Linked DNA regions of Canis lupus: region 2 is linked to region 1. The links are chromatin contacts, called in public Hi-C maps. All regions are on one chromosome and are shown on one strand. Each heading gives the region's core, a stretch centred on a gene start, on an enhancer-like site or on the middle of the called end of the contact. The rest is flanking DNA. Distances are from core to core; before and after follow the strand shown.

The links. Hi-C and Micro-C count contacts between places; a contact is called where the count stands out from the background.
Region 2: a contact with region 1 is called in a Hi-C map of blood, with 2.7 times the contacts expected there. The contact joins the promoter of LPXN here to the promoter of FAM111A in region 1. A contact is called at or near these places in 3 of 9 Hi-C or Micro-C datasets (blood and skin fibroblasts).

What each region holds. Positions count from the first base shown.
Region 1 is chr18:38,037,744-38,043,158 of UU_Cfam_GSD_1.0, reverse strand. FAM111A (serine protease FAM111A) reads left to right here and starts at 2,665. Exons shown (of 4, transcript XM_038563170.1): 1 at 2,665-2,979; 2 at 4,695-4,811.
Region 2 is chr18:38,254,966-38,260,380 of UU_Cfam_GSD_1.0, reverse strand. LPXN (leupaxin) reads right to left here and starts at 2,737. Exons shown (of 9, transcript XM_038563189.1): 1 at 2,537-2,737. The coding sequence starts at 2,549.

The DNA.
Region 1 (5,415 bases), core at 1,416-3,915:
CTAATCTTGACAATGTGAATTTTATTTGATTTAGCTCTCACTAGTTCTATAAGGTAAATTACAACTTCATTTTGTCTGAAATTTGGAGAAAAAAACAATAACAAAAGATGTAGGGATTATGAAGGTTAAAATGTGACAGTAATCTTTCATCCAAAAAAGTATTTTCCTACTACCTTCAAGCAAAATCTATTTTATTGTACATATACTCAAGGTTTAGGAAATATTTGTTATTTTATGCTCTTTCCCCAAGAAGCCAATTTACCAAGCCAGAAATGTTTTTTAAAATAAGGATTATTGGGTAGCCCCAGTGGCTTAGCGGTTTAGCGCCGCCTGCAGCCTGGGGTGTGATCCTGGAGACCTGGGATCGAGTCCCGTGTTGGGCTCCGTGCATGGAGCCTGCTTCTCCCTCTGCCTGTGTCTCTGCCTCTCTGTCTCATTCTCTGTGTCTCTAATAAATAAATAAGATCTTTTAAAAAATTTAAAAAAATAAAATAAAATAAGGATTATTAAAAGTATACAAAATTATGGAAAGATTTGAGAAAAAAAGTGTTATAGTGCTACATTGTAGGTATAGTTGCACAGATGTCCCATAGATAAGAACATATTGTATTTTAACTTTTCACTATCTTCTGGTACACCAATATTTCATAGAAAGAAAATGTTGGGGACCCCTGGGTGGCTCAGAGGTTTAACATCTGCCTTCCACCCAGTGCGTGATCCTGGAGTCCCGGGATTGAGTTCTGCATCAGGCTCCCTGCATGGAGCCTGCTTCTCCTTCTGCCTGTGTCTCTGCCTCTCTCTCTCTCTCTCTCTCTCTGTGTCTCTCATGAATAAATAAATAAAATCTTTAAAAAATGTTAAATTCTTAACATCCATGTTTGGGAAGTGTTGTTAAGCCTATTGTCTACTAAGCTACTATTTTGTTTATACATTGAAATGTACAAAAGCTCCTCACCCCACCCTCCAAAAAAAAAAAAAAAAAAAAAAGGAAAAAAGGAAGGAGGAAAAGACGGGAAGGAAAGAGAAAGACACGGAAAATGCTCCATATCTGCATAAATACATTCTCTGGACTAGACACTTAGATTTATTCTGTCATTATAGTTTGGCGCCTGCCTTTGGCCCAGGGCGCGATCCTGGAGACCCGGGATCGAATCCCACGTCGGGCTCCCGGTGTATGGAGCCTGCTTCTCCCTCTGCCTGTGTCTCTGCCTCTCTCTCTCTCTCTCTCTCTCTCTGTGAGACTATCATAATAAAAAAAATTTATTCTGTCATTATAGGTCTTACTCCACAATTTCTTTTTTTTTCAAAAATCTTTTTTAGATTTTTAAATTTATTTATTCATGAGAGACAGAGAGAGAGGCAGAGACACAGGAGGAGGGAGAAGCAGGCTCCATGCAGGGAGCCCGACGTGGGACTGGATCCCTGGTCTCCAGGATCAGCCTGGGCTGAAGGCAGCGCTAAACCGCTGAGCCACCCAGGCTGCCCCTTACTCCACATTTTCTGCACAGGCAGTGGGCTTCAACAAAACCAAGAAAAGACAACTTCACTCCTCTTCATAGTTGCGATTGCTTCTTAATTTCCAGACAATATCTCGGAAGTCTATCAAATGCTGACAAGTCTGCTGGAATAATGCGCCAGGAGGTTGCTGGTCAATGCTGGGAGGTCACCAGGATAGTTCTCCAAAACCAGATAGCTCAGACTGTTAGGCATTTTCAACCTTAGTATTTTTACCAACCCTTGCTTGTCACTCTCAGGAGCATAGAAACTTCTAATGACTCAGAGAACCACAGTGAGTGATGAAATTTTCATACAATTTGGGTTTTCTGTTTTTTGCCTTTTAAAAGTTTATTCTCTCCAAACCCTAGAGAACCCACAGAAGAGAAAGCAGGAGTTGTAGCTACTTTGGTGTGTATTGTGTGCACATTATGCCCAGTTCCCCCAAATTATCACATGTATTATAGTTACTAACACACTTTGGAACCCTATCACTCTACACACATTAGATAATATTCCTCTGTCAATTGCGGCAAATTTGTCACGGTTGTAACCGTGGCTCCTTTTCCAGTGCAGTATCGAATACGTGCACATCTGCCCTTGACGCAGATCCTTAACCAGCAGGTGGTCTGCAAGCCCCATCCTACTGGAGTTGTCAGCTCTGAGATTCATCTTCCTGGGGTCCGTAGGGTTTTCTTCATCAGGATCGTGAACGTCTGCCTCTATGGATAGACGGTTGGAGGATAGATTCTTGACTAGGGCATTCACTCCGCTCCCATTCTCGGCTTCTTCCTGATTGTCATAGTCGTAGGACCCGCCCCAGCTGCTGGGAACGCCAGAGTCGCCCAAGTCCCCTTCTCCGCACCCGCCCGCGGCGTTTCCCGAGCGACGGAGCCGGTGACACGCTGCAGAAGCCCAGCTGGAGCCTCCGCCTCCTCCTTACACACGCCCTCCAGGCGGGGACCCAGGGCATCCGGGAGGCGCGTCTTCGCCCACTTACTTCCACCCCGGGTTCCTGCGCAAGGACGGGGGCGGCCTCCTTGGCTCCCGTCCGAGGCCCGCCTCCCGCTCCGCCCCCCGCTGGCTCGGCCTCGCGGATTCAGGCAGTGATGGCCGCGAGCGGCCTGGTGAGTCCGGGCCTGCTCCCGGTCGCCGCGACTCCGAACCACTAGGCAGGGAGCGAGCGCGGGCTCCCGCGGCCCGATCGCGGCCGGGGATCGTGCACACCCCGCGCGCCAAGGTCCACATTCGCCCTTTCCCGCGCTCCGCTCGGCGGGAGCGCGGCCAATCGGCTTCCGCAGTAGCAGAGCATCCGACCAATGAGAGCAAAGCGACTCGGGATCTCCACGCCCATTGGCCAGAGGCACTGACACTTGCGCGGAAGGCGGAATTCCTGTGGCGGCAAAGGCCTTCCCCCCACCCTCACCCCAACGCAAAGTCGCGAGTCCTGCGAGTCCTGCCGGGTTTGGGACGAGCTCTTCTTCGGTGAGTTATCCCTTTGGATCTGCAGCTGATTTAGAGTTTAGAGAAAATTCATTGTCAGGGACACGATGCCGAAAAAACTCAGGCTGGGATGGGGGTGGGGGGCAGGGAAAATAAAAAAAACATACTGCTGTTTCCTTAAAGGATGGAGGTCTGGCCCTGGCAACTTAGAATAAGATTAAAAAAAAAAAAAAAAGAACAGAATAAGATGATGCAATGTGCATTTCTTTTGCAGTGCCCAAGGGGAGAGCGGATTCTAATTTTTAAAACTGATGTGCTTTATAAGACCCAATGTTAATTAACTTCGTGAAAATGTTTCGTAAGAACATTCCCCTGTGTCTGAATGCTGTGTGTGACAAATCATGTCAAGTGTGTTTTCAGGAGTGAGCCTCTTTCCAGGATAAAATACTCAATATTCTAAGAGACAAATGAAAAAATGATGATTATGTTCTCAAGCATGTTCATCATTAAGAGCGCCGAAGCCATCTACATTCACATAGATTGCTAACTACATTAATAGGACTTATCATACTGTTTTCATCCACATAAATTCACTATCCCAGCAAACTTTGCCCAGGGACATGAAAATTGCAAATATCTTTATTGCTTATTCCAATAACTTCCTCAAAGACGCAAACGCTCTTCCATTGAAAACATCAGAGCACAGCTTACATCCCAAACCTTCTTGAAAAATCCTTGTCTGTCGTCCACCAATCCTAAACTGTTACCCAGTGTTTACCCTATCCTAAACATTAAAGACCCCACATTAAAGACCTGCCTTAAACCAGAATTCAGAATCTCAATAAATAGCCCAACCTTGCTCTCCCCTTTTGAGACACTACCAAAATTCTGCTCCCCTAGAACCTCAAGAAGCAGTAAGCTTAGCTTTGTCTTATCAACAGATGGTTCTTTTTTTTTTTAATGTTATTTATTTATTTATTCAGGACACACACACACACACAGAGGCAGAGACATAGGCTGAGGGAGAAGCAGGCTCCCCGGGGAGACCCTGCTGAGGGAATCTATGCTGGGACCCCAGGATCAGGCCCTGAGCTGAAGGCAGACGCTCAACCACTGAGCCACCCAGGTGCCCCTCAACAGATGGTTCTGTTGGGATTTCTGGGAGCCAGCATTTGACATCCTTGGAGGCCCCAGCAACATCCTTGGAGGCCCAGCAACTGGCTCCAGTAGTCAGTTTCTGCTGCCACAACTCCAAATCAGCGTTCCTCTGAGTCCCTTGAACTTTCTCTCCGTGCTCACTGAACTCAAAGGTGGGAAAAGTGAATCTGGCATGAAGTTCAGCTCCAGCGTTTTCTGTTGTTGAGTTTCCCCGAGTGCTGAGTTTATTTTGTCCTTGGGAGTAAAGATACCGTTTAAGGCATCCTTCTGATTACCTGACCAAAACTTGAAAAGATCTAATCTTGATCAATCCCGCCTCGTTAGCAATGGAACAGTTGGTCTCTCCCCTTGTCAGCTGTGGCTGTACTTGGTAGGAGAAAAGATCACCGGGAGGCAGGCGTCTGCCTCTCAGAGGGCTGGGGGGGGGGCGGGGACACGGAGTCTTGGGGGAGGACCGAGGCCCCCCAGGCCTGCTCCGCGGGCGCCCAAAAAGCAGGGGCGGGGCTGCTGGAAGCCGCAAGGGTTGTGAAAGTGGAAGCCGCCCGACGGCCGGCGCGGAGACCTTCCCGAACCTCAGCGGGGCCTCCCGTCCGGACCAGCCTCCCGGGAGAGCGCGGCGGCCTCGGCGACTTCCCAAAGGCGCGGACCCGCGCTGGGCGCTGGATTCAAGTCCCGGGTGCTGGGCTGCGGAGGTGCTGCGGGCCCTGGAGCAGCGGGTGAGCGCGGGGCCTGCGGGGCTGGGCGGGGGCGCGTGGGGCCCTTGCAGGAGGCCTGGGGTCAGCCGGGGATCTGGCTCTGTCCCTCCCACGTGCTCCCCAGTGGAGGGAGAGAAGAGGGAGAAGGGGGAGAGGAAGGGGCAAAAGGGGAGCTGGAAGGAGGAGAGAGAAAGGGAGGGTGGGGAGATGGGGGGAGGGGAAGAGCCAGATGGAGGGGAGGGGGAGAGAGGGAGAGCCAGAGGAGGAGAGAGAAGGAGAGGGTGGGGAGAGTGGGGGAGGGGAAGAGCCAGAGGAGGAGAGAGAAGGGGAGGGTGAGGTGGGGAGAGCAGAGAGGATGAGGAAGGGTGGAGAGAGAGGTGAGTGTGGGAGGAATTCTATGGAGAGCCCCAGGTAGGCAGGAAATGGATGGAGGACAGTTATGTCCTTACCTCCTCACTGAAGATGGGGGGGGGGGGGGGCAAGTGGTTTAGCTGAACCTTCTCCAACCCTAAGAGGAGGCTGGAACCAGATGGCTAGCTGAGGACACTTCATATCTGCCTTAACGTGACTCACACTGGATACTAGAAATGATGTTGCGTGTGTGTGTGTGTGTGTGTGTGTGTGT
Region 2 (5,415 bases), core at 1,488-3,987, 220 kb before region 1:
TGACTGCTGAAGCTGATTGATGACTATAGATTTCATTAAACTATTTACTTTTACATATTTTTAAATTCCTCATAATTAAAGGTCCTTAAAAAGAAGAAAAAAAAAGAGGAAACTAATGTAGAAAGAGAAAGAAAAACTTGTTTTCCCTTAGCGTTACTAGCCAGATTGAATGCCAATTTCTGGGTTCCAAATTTTTATTCTGTATCCCTCTATTAAGATACAGCCCTTTTCAGTTGTCTAAGCTTTGCTCTAACAAGAAGTCATGGATCTTCTTGGACTCAAAATAAAAAGACACTGACAGTAAAGATTAGGGGAGAGGGGAGACCCTCTCTAAGAGAAGCAGACCATATCTCTAAGAGTAGAAGGTTACTAATCAGTGAACCAAATTTAGTGAAACTCTCCCCCCTGGGTCATGAGTTAACAGGCCTTTCTCTTCCTGTTTCCTAGAGGCGCACATAACACCAACACCCCAGATTATCTTGCTTTCTGCCAGATTCCGTAATTTGCAGATGACTAATTTCAGTATGACAAATGTGGGATTATGAGGGGTGGGGGCGGGGGCAATATTAGATGGAAAACTCTGTAGTCCTTCCCTATAGCCCTTCATCTGCAGAAATCAAATCACGTCGACACGAAAGGAAGAAAGTGTGGCCTTGGGATAGCTCAAAGGATTGGGGTGATTTCAATCAGAGCCAGAGTCTGCCTCAGGTTCCCCTTTATCTAGCATCTCCGAGTAATGAAGGTTTAGGTAAAACTTCTGGGTAGAAACAAACCACCAATGTTAGAGGAAGTACTGCAAAAAGGAAATATCCGCTTGCCTTTGCTGACCTGTCTTCCACCATATTCCTCTGCAGCAGAGAAGAAAGACCCACTCTAAGTCTTTTGGGTAATTACTGAGCTGTTGACAATCTAAAGAAACAGTTGAGGTTCAGCTGCCCAGATATATTATATGAATGTTACCTTCCAGGCAACTTGGTACTTTCCACATCTCTGGACCAGATTTATCTACTGTTCATCCTATGCAAGCAGTGCAAAACTCTGCAAATCTAATTTTTAATTTTCTAATTATCTGGGTTGTTCTATGGGTTGGAACACCTGAGCCAACGCACTAAAATGGGAGAATGCCTTGTAGCTTAATCAGTTCTGGTGTCAGGGGCTCCTGCGAGTGATACTGAACACAGTTATTGTTTTTCTCAGTTTTTTCATTGAAAAAAAAATGGATAATACCCATTTCAAAGAGTTGTTTCAGACACTAACATGATTAATATATGTAAAAATGTCAAGTTTTAGTTTAAGTCACTAAATAAGTATTACTTTCCTTCTGAATTAGCTGCATGAAAACCATTAGGTATCGCTAAAATAAGAAAGAAGGGCTAGATTCTAGTGAGCTGGATTAGAACTCAGGCAGAAAGGTGAACGTCCTCGACTCTCACGCAGGCTAAGAATCTGGATTCTACTCCAAATCCAAAACATGTTCGACCCCATGCATCAAAATAGACTTTACCTTTAAAACAATTCAGTATTTATTTATTTATATTTAATAAATCTTCATTAACATCTCTTCCCTCCTGTAATTTGCCTATCTTCCTTTCTCTGCTCCTCTAGCTCTCAAATTACCCTCTAAACAACTAACAACAAAAAAAGACAATACACAAGATGTGCTTATAGTTGTTCCCACTTTCGACATACCCCAAACATACAAAAACCCAGGACACTCTGGAATTAATACAGCTTGGAAATTGAGTAAAATGTTAGTGACTCAGTATTAGTAAGGATGCCAGCAACAAACGTCAGCAAAGGAAAAGGAATGAATCCCAAGAATGACAAACCTTCCATTACTCCAAAGACTGGGAATCAGAGATCTCTCCGAGCAATGTGGCCAATTGTTTCACTGCTGGTTTTAATTGTTTGAAATGGAAAGAGTATCATATTTGTAGGCCATAGTAATCTGTTCCTTCAGAATTCCTCTGACTAAAAAGCTTAGCAACAGAATCACTGGAGTTTTAAGCACTAATTCTCCTTGATTTAACACTAAACCATGGAACAAATGAAACCACCCTGGCCTTTCTCCAACATTTACAGATGCCTCATTCTCGTTCTTCTGGTCCATTTCTTCTCCTCGTAATACCCCCTTTATCCCTCTCCTTTTTTTCTTTTTTTTCTTCCTAAATCACAAATCTGCAGGTGCCAACTATGCGACCACCCTATGACCAGCAACAGCCCCCGAGGGGCAAATACTCATAATAAAATGACGATCTCAATCATAAGTCAATCCAAAAATATGTGTGCAAAGTTTCCCCTGGTGAGCACCAATCTCTCCGCCTATTTGTGCCGCTGCAGAGTGAACCCAGAGTTCCCCAAAACAATCATAGTTCCTCCTGCTTCACTCTTGGTTGGGCTGAGGTCAGGAGAGAAGTGGAAACAAAATCTTCCAGCACCACCCTCCCTCTGGCTTGAAGTACACCCCACCACACAGAGATGGCAGCCAAGTCTTCATTCCCTCGGGAGTTTCTCCTCCAAGATGGCCCTCACTCACCCAACTCTTCCATCGTCACACACCCAAGATGCTCTGGTCCCACAGGTTGTGAGGAACTGCTTTGGCATGTGCTGAACAAGAGGACCACAAAGGAACTGAATGAGACAGCGTGAAGCTGCCTCTATAACCCTTTTTGGTTCCTGTATTTGCCTAGCACTTCCTCTCTTTTGATTCGGTGAGTTTCTTTTCCTTTTTTTTTTCTTTCTTGCTTTTTTTTTTTTTTTTTTTTTTTTTTTTGGTAAGTTAGGGTTTTGAAAATGGGACATATAAAGTGCATAGAAGGATTTGAGTTCTGTTAGTGCATTGGCCAGGGTGATAAAGATTCGAAATTAACTTCGAAAAAAATTGAGCACCTACTATGCGTCAGGATTCATCTTGAATTCATGGGACCACAGATTTGCACTTGCGTTGTTCCCCAATGTGGGTCTATGGCACTGTGACTGTGCATCAGAAAACCTGCTATCTGGGTGTGAATGTGTGTGTGAAGCCATGACTGTGGAAGCAAGTTTCCTTCATAAAATTTCTATCAGAGTTAACCAGCACCCAATTCATTTTGCTATCTTTGTTTATTTACTGATTCAGAAATTATGCTTACCAGCTTCCTTGAATAGAGTGCAAATCCATTAAAAGTAGGGCAGAGTAGCAGTCACATTGGGATTTTTTCAGGACTTGGTTATTTCTGGGGTCTAAAACACAACTATAGTGATCATGAAGAATAAAACCGGAAGACCAGACACAAGGTGTCAAGCTGCAGATGTCTCAGGAAGCACAATTTCTGCCTAGTAATGTTGCCTAATAGCAGTTTCTCTGAAAAGGGATCCTGAGATTGACTTTCACCTTTTTTTATCGCTGTGATTTTTTATCCACGTCAAATGAAATAAAGCATTTACAATAGGCTTATTATGAGAAAGCAGTATGTAAAGAACTATAATTATGGCCCTCTGAAACATAATATTACTTCCATTTTTACCAGTGGTGAAATATATTCAAGGGATAGTAAGTTGCTAAAGATAACAGAATTACAGATAGCTTTGCTATTTATTATAATCCAGATTTAGTTTCAGTGCCTGTGATCTTTCCTCTCCAACACTGAGGTCTTTTTTTACGTTGATGTAAAGGAATCATTCATTCTTCCATTCCCCTGTGATGTTAAGATTTTTTTTTTTTAATCAAAAGGAGATTCCCACTCTGCATTACTTTGAGCAGCCATTGGATGTCAGTGCTGTTCCAAAAGTCCAAATGGATTTGAAACAAATTCCCATCCACACCAATCCATACAGCTTTTACAACTGAAATGCCACTAGTCCCGTTGAAAGTGCAAAATACTCGATGGCGAATATAAGACATTTGCCGAATCTTAAGTGGTAACTGAGCCAAAACACTGAAAGGAAAACTGCACTTCAGCACTTGGCTTGCAAATATTAGACTCCATCTGCAGCTTAAAATGAATGATTAATGTGAAATTTAGAATTGGATCCCCAGGTCTTGTTTTCATCCGCTTGGGGGGCGAGGGCTGTGTGTGTGTGTAAGCCCCAGATGCTTCATTTTTCCAGGGGTAAGAACCACTCTTTGATTTTAGTGCATGAAAGGAAGAAATGAAGGCATGCTGGAGGCCCACTGCTGTCGTGGAATGCAACCTGGAAAACAAATGGAAAACTCCCATTTGACGCATTAGGATAATTTAGCTGCACGCGCTGGTGGACATAAAAGTAATTTCTGACAAAGCTGCTGCTCTGACTGTGCTTCCTGTGCAGCAGAAACATTTAAAACCACAGAAGCCGAGTGGTTTCGAGGCAAGAGGCACGAAGGAGGCCTTTGGTTTCTGAGTAGGTCGCAGAATCACGCTAACAGGACCCCCCCCCCCCCCCCCCCCCGCCGCAGCCCTGGGACCGCAGCCAGGTCAAAGCACCCTACGCCAGCTACTGGGCACCGACATCTAGTAGAACAGTAGCTCTACAATTCTTTCCAGGCTTTTATTAAGAACCCAGTGATTGATTGGTGGGAACTGCGCTACGCCCCGAGCACCCGACGGATCCAGATTCGGTCCCTGACCTCCAGGAGCTCACAGGGTAGTGAGTTACAGGATGACGAGGCGAACACTGCAGGCGTGAACCCTAGGAGGTGCGAAGTAACCAATCCAGACAAAGCGCTACTAACGCGGCCACCCAAGAAATGTCCCGTCAACGCCAACTTAGAAAGTCGACATAAACCGTCCCAAGCTATCCCGACCAGCAATCCACTCGCCACTTCTGCCAGGATCTGTGCGGTCGTCGCGGCCTAACCCGGAAACACTACCTCCCTGAAAGACCACACAGCCACTGCAGAAAGAGCGAACTACCTTTCCCAGCGTGCATCAGTCAAAACCTTCCCGGCATCCTCTCCGCCTCCGGTTTCTAATCTTTCCCCCCCCGCCCAAGCTTAGGCTCTTTAAGACTCCATCTCCCAGGATGCCTTTTAACAAGTTAACCGAGCGCATGCGCCAAGAGGCGGGCCCTCCTTGCCCTCACGACCCCGCCTCTGTTCTACCGCCGCCATTTTTTCAGAGACTTTCATCCGGCTGCCGACGGGGTTTTTTTTCTTAAAGGAGAAGCGACAACTCAAAAAATTTCCCCCTTCGTTCCCGCAAGACCTGGCGGCGCTGGGGACAGAAAGGCCACAGACAGGAAAGTGGGATCGGGGTGGAGGCAGAAGAACGCCGAGGCTACTTCCGCGGCTTAAGGAAGAAGGATAGAAAGAGCCTTGTGGCATTAGCGGCTCCTTAGGGAGGCAGGTGCGCGCGCAGCCAGTCCGGGGTGCGCGCGAGGCGGGGAAAAAGGTGCGTTTTCCTCCCACCAATCTCCTCGCGGGACCTGCTCCTCCCACTGCCCCTAGCGCGCGCT